Regions from separate parts of the Triticum aestivum genome. Here region 1 is linked to region 2. Evidence: chromatin contacts called from public Hi-C data. All regions are on one chromosome and are shown on one strand. The core of a region is the stretch at or near the end of the contact, and the rest is flanking DNA. Distances in the headings are between cores, read along the strand shown.

What was found. Hi-C and Micro-C count contacts between places; a contact is called where the count stands out from the background.
Region 1: a contact with region 2 is called in a Hi-C map of leaf, with 4 times the contacts expected there. The contact joins the promoter of LOC123158041 here to the promoter of LOC123155845 in region 2. A contact is called at or near these places in 2 of 5 Hi-C or Micro-C datasets (both in leaf).

Annotation. Positions count from the first base shown.
Region 1 is chr7B:234,534,904-234,537,992 of IWGSC CS RefSeq v2.1, reverse strand. It overlaps LOC123158041 (CASP-like protein UU-1), which reads right to left and starts at 1,378. Exons shown (of 3, transcript XM_044576184.1): 1 at 1,065-1,378; 2 at 812-914; 3 at 355-675. The coding sequence starts at 1,216. The coding sequence ends at 454. It overlaps LOC123158040 (zinc finger protein CONSTANS-LIKE 14), which reads left to right. Exons shown (of 4, transcript XM_044576183.1): 4 at 1-294. The coding sequence ends at 55.
Region 2 is chr7B:233,971,829-233,974,708 of IWGSC CS RefSeq v2.1, reverse strand. LOC123155845 reads left to right here and starts at 1,254. Exons shown (of 1, transcript XM_044573990.1): 1 at 1,254-2,880. The coding sequence starts at 1,433.

The DNA.
Region 1 (3,089 bases), core at 129-2,628, 560 kb before region 2:
AGGCCGTTTTGTCAAGTCGAATGAAGCGCTCAGTGCCGGCAGCAATGGCGGATGAGCTAGCCTTCTTCCTTGCTCGCAGCACGGAGATGGCATCCTGCGCTGCACCTAAGCATGATGCCGTGCATTGCTCAGCTATTTTTTGTGTCTCATCATTTTCAGCATCGTGATCCAGAGGATCATTTCACGGTGTGTTTCTTTTGTAAGAGACCTCCCCTTTTCTCCTCAGAACACATAAATAGCCAGCTTAATTTTACAGTATGGTATATACGGTGCATATATGCGTCTCATCTTTCATGCTCATGATTTTATGAATGGATACTGCTGCTTAACCTACCAACTAGTAATTGAGATCCAAAAGGACAAACAATGTACTCCCAAGAACTTTACATGATCTGATGATATTAACTTTTGAACATATCAAGGTGCTGCTAGGTCTTACTCCTAACTGACTGGTCAGTGTCTGGCCGGCGTCCTGGGGTAACGGGAGAGTGCGCAGGCACTGCCGAGAGAGAGGAAGGCGGCCAAGGAGAGCGCGAGCGCGACGGCACCGGCGTCGCAGTACCTCCGGTAGAGGCGGCACACTGCGTACCACCCGCTTGTCTTGTTCCCCCACATGGCCACCGACCCGATGGCCCCTGCGCCCGCCGTTGCCGCCGTCTGTAGGTTCACCACCAGCTGCACGCAACAAAGCAGATATAACAACGATGCCGTCCGTCAGTCGAGATTGACCAGGGTGCACGAACACAGATGCATGGACGTATGGTCTACTAGCTTAGATGGATATTTTTTTCCTTGCCGTACGTAACGTTACCTGGTCCACGGTGTGCAGCCAGCGCTTGCCGATGAGCTTCTTGACAAAGATCGCCGTGAGCAGCGAGTAGGCTGTGCAGAAGAAGTTGGTCGCCACGAATGCCCTGCTCACCCACGAAACAAGAACAGGTCAGACATCGATTCGCTGGTTGCAGAAGCACACGGGAGATCGAGACCAATCGATCTAACTAGCGAGTGAACGAAGGAAGGAGCATGCGCTAGCTGCATGCCGAGAGATTGGTGATGGTACGTACACCCAGACGTCGAACATGGTGAAGTTGACCTCCACCCCCCAGCGCTCCTGCCGGTTAGTGACGACGAGGACGGCGGCGGCGAGGGACGCAACGGCGGCCCCGACACGCAGCGCCACGGTGGTCGTGACGTGCTTCGCGGAGGCCACCTTCATCGTCGCCGCGTCCTGCGACTCCAGCTCCACTATGGTGACGGAGGCGCGACGAGTCCTATGCGGCGGTGTCAGCCCACGCGCGCCGGATGAAAAACCGATCGGGAAAAGAGAAGACCTGGAGGAATTATGGTTGAATCTATATATGGACAGATGATGCTTCTTTGCAAATGTCTGGGGAGACTTGGCCGTAACCTAATCCAAATGAGTCCACCGGAGGTACGACTCTACGTACCTTCTCCAGCTTCATTCAGCACAAACTGAATTCAAATGCCAAGATGCAAATATCTCCTGAATTTTTATCCGGATTTTTTTCCAGCAACTTCCAATCTATTCATCTTCCAAAACGTGCAAAACACTATTGCATCATGATCAGCCCAGGCGTCCCCTCGCGTCGCCCCCGCGGGTGACCCGGGGGGAAACCCTAGCCGCCCCGCCTATCGTCGACGGATGCGGCTGGATGGTCGAACGCAGGGCGGTGGCGCTGTCTGACGCCATGGTGGCGTCGACGACAGGCTGGCAAGGTTTGCGCCAGTCCTTGCTATGGAGATGGATCAGTGGAACACGGTGGTGGCGGGCTCGGTGAGTGGGCAGGACCGGTGTGTGACCCAGTCCCGGTATGTGGCTAGGATGGCGCATCCGGCTTTAGATGTTAGGTTTTGATGTGATGCCTGTTTGGTATTAGGCTCGGACATTCGGCACCCCTACATCAAGGGGATAGGAATAGAAACATGTGTTGCTATGATGGTGGCTCCAGGCTTACGAATGTACTACTTTGTAAAGTCTTTGTGAATAATTAATAAAGTGGCCGCATGCATCGCCCAGATGCAGAGGCCGGGGGTACATCCTCCTTTTCAGAAAAAAATCATGGGAGTACAAAGAACGCCAGAGGTAATAAAAATTACAACCAGATCCGGAGGCCACCTAGCAACGACTACAAACACGGGAGTAAGCCGAACGCCAGAGGTAATAAAAATTACAATTATGGTAGATCTTCACGAAGTAGGCGATCTCCTTGCCCTTACAAACTCCTTGGTTCAACTCCACATGAACTTGGAGGCTCCCAAGTGACACCTAGCAAATCTAGGAGACACCACTCTTCAAAAGGTAATAGATGTTGTGTTGGTGATAAACTCCTTACTCTTGCGCTTCAAATGATAGTCTCCTCAACACTCAATCTCTCTCTCACAGATTTGGCTCGGGTAGGAGAGTGATTGGAAAGGAAAGCAACTTGAAGAGCCTATAAATCAAGGTTCAAATGGTAGGATTGGAATCTCTTGATCTCAACACATGAGTCGGTGGTTCTCTCTCAGAAAATGAATGGTGGAAGTAGTGTTTCATTCTGATGGCTCTCTTAGAGAGTAATTAGGGGTGTGGAGGGGTATAAATAGCCTTCACCCAAAAATCCAACCGTTACACATTTTTGACCCAAATCAGTGAGGCCGAACAGAAACTCGATGACACTGATCTGTGTAAAAGATATGAACCTTGGGCTTTTCGGTGGGACCGAAGTGCAATGGCTAGAGAAAAACTTCGTTTCGGAATTTTCGATTGTTTCAACTCGGTGATTCCGAAGTGAAACAATGTCATCACAGAAACTTGGCAAGGCCATCTCGGTGGGACCGAGATCCATTTTGGTCAAACCAAATTGCTAGGGTTTTGGCTGTGGCAATGGGAGTGGTCATCTCGGTGAGTCCGGAATAGATGATATCGGTGGGACTGAGATGTAGAATTAGGGTTTGGACATATGTGTGTGAGAAAATGACTGGGGATTTTTGGAGAAATATCACTAAGCACTTGATCAACAACCTCATCATCAATACCTCAACCCCTTTTAATAGTACTGCCTTTCCTAAGGGACTCAATATGATATTGG
Region 2 (2,880 bases), core at 5-2,504:
TGCATGAAACAAGTTGCTCAAAATAACAGTGCAGAAAACTGTGTAGTCACTAGTCAGGCTGAAGGTAAGTTCTGTGCTTGAATGAATATTTTGCTCTGTCGTAGGTGAAAACCCAGCAAAGAAGGAACTGCGGCGCACTGTGGCTTGGAGGCGAGCAGGGAGTGTCACAAGATGGAGAAATATATCGGTAGGAGTTGGCATGCTCAGTGATCATGGATGTTTGTTTTTGATTTGCTATTATTGTAGTCCCTGCAATACTGATTGCTGTATGTAATGTAACCTGAAACTGATTGTTTTTTGCTATGCTATTATCAGGAAACGAGGAAATTTAACACATTCACCCTCCATCTATGCAGGCATGATTCAAGCTACAATTCAGCTTTTATGTTGTGCACGCCTTAGAAGTTGAAAAGAAAACTCAAGACACTCATTAATTGGTGCTTTCACTTGTCGCTGCACTAGCTTACACAAATTTTGTGTCTGTTGCCAAAGAGGACAAGTCTTTCAATTATCAACGTTGCTTATCTCATAGAGATTTCTCTTGACAGTTTAAGCCAGGAGATGGGTGAATATGCTGTTCAGTTTAATTAGATGTACAGATAATGTCCTGACAAAGAAGGATGAATCTCTTCATTCTGTAACTGATTTTTTTGTCTTTGAATTATTCAATAGTTAGTTGATGTTACCTGAAATGTCTATGTGAAGTAATAACATTTACCTAAAAATAAATTGCATCCTGAAGATGTGCTTAAACTAGGACTCTCAAGATTTTACTGACAAGGGGCTAGTAGTGAAGCATCAAGGGGAAACTTTCTTACAAATCTTTAGACACTATGCCCAAAAAAACACATAAGATGAACGCACAACACCAACAGCAGATTAGCTAGGCATCCAACTAAATATGCATTATCACCACATCATGACAAGATACCAAGAACCCAAAATCAAAGTGTGCATGCTACATGCATCAAGCTAGCTAGAGCAATCGCAAGTCATCATGCCAAGATATCCTGATTACAGTTTTGCACTTTGACCGACTGCAAAATTTGCTGTTAGTTTGATCGTCTGAAGAATAAGGTGTGACAACCTCTTAAATATCATTAAACACACTTGCGCAAGCAGAAATCTAACACAGAACGGGCATGGTTAGAAGTACTCATCGTAGACAAACAAAAAAAGTCGATTGGCTGTAGACTTGTGTTCCTCTTCATATCCTTCTCCTTTCTTCATACCGGCTTGAGATAGCTGCGTGCACTACGCGTGAACGCTGAAGGTGTTGCGGACGTCACCAAAGGTGACACGTCCGAAGCCATCCTCGCAAAATCCTTCGCCACTGGAATCAAGGAACACGAGATAGAACTCGCCGTTCCTTATTCCGTACCCCACAAACAAGACCAAGAAATACTGGATCAGATGTGTGACCCTCAATAACATGTCCGCTCCCGACCCGCCCCAACACATCGCCCACTGGCCCATACCGGCGGCATCCCCTCCGGCGCCGCCGGCCACCGCCCAGTCCCAGACGCTATCCTACCTGGCCTGCCTTGCCCGTCCGTCCCAGCCGCTGCCTTGGGGTTTTTTTGGGCCGCAGCGCTCTCCGTTGCCGGCTGCGCGAGATTCCGATCCAGATCCAGCTTGGGGCTCTCCTCCGCCTCCACCTCCTGGTCGCCCTCCCGGCGTGGATTCGGAGGTGGACTGCGTCTTGGAGACGCCGCCTGAGCTCCTCGCCCGCGCGCTCCCAACCACCACCTTCAATTCTCCTGCTCCAGGCCGCTCCGCCAACCTGACGAGCATTGAAGGCGTTAATGGAGGGGACAGTTCGGGATGGCTTGCGTGCTTTCGGCCCGTCCCTGCGCAGGCCGCTGCTGAGCAATCACTCCCGCGCGGCGCGGCGGCTGCGGGGCTCGAGGAGGAAGCGACGGCGCCTTGGACCGAGGTCAGGCGTGGGCGGCCGCGCCCTCCGCCCGCTCCTGTTGCTGCCTTCACTCCTCGCGCCCCTCCTCCCGCATGGATAAAAGGTCTCTGCTTCCACTGTCTCAAGCCTCGACATCGCGTCGTGGACTGCCGCGACCCAGTCACCTGCAGACGGTGCTTCAGCTCCGGCCACATAGCGCGCGGCTGCACCCACGCTCCACGCCCGCACCTGCGCCCCGGCGCGCCCCCGCCCGCTCCGCGCAGAGCTCCTCCGCCCGCACCTCCCCGTGCCCGCCCGCCACCCACGTCCTCCCAGTTTGCCATGGCTCCCTCTGCTGCGTCTTCGGCATGGGCTGGTGACCACAGCGTCCGCCCGGAGGTGTTCGCCGTCATCCACAACACTCCGGCCATGCAAGCTGAGGCTGCGCTTCTGGAATCCAATGGGGTGGTGGCCTGGTTCGACCGTGATTGTCGCGCCTCCACCAACAAGGTTGCGGCGGCCATCGCAGACGGGATTGGCGCTCTGGTGCCGGACGTGATCGTCGTCTTCCACTTCCCCGAGCGGTTCCTGGTGCGCTTCATCCACAAGCACCACGCGGACATCGCATCATCCCGCCGCGAGCTCCCGTTCGGCGACACCAAGCTGCAGATGAGGGCATGGCGTTTGGAAGGCCATGGTGAGCACGTCGACCTCGGCCACCATGTGTGCCTCTGCCTCGAGGGGCTGCCGCTGTATGCTTGGGATGAAGAGGCGGTCGCCAAGGCCGTCGGCTCCGGCTGCTCGCTGGACTACATCGAGCCAGCTTCCAAGCTCAAGACGACGACCAAGGCTCTGGCCTTGTGGGCTTGGACGCCATGCCCAAGCAAGGTGCCAAGAGTGAGCTGGATCACCCTCCCTGCACGCAACGGTGGCGCTCCGGTGTATGGCCGCAAGGGGCTGGAGCATCGGGTCCTTGTCCACCTCGA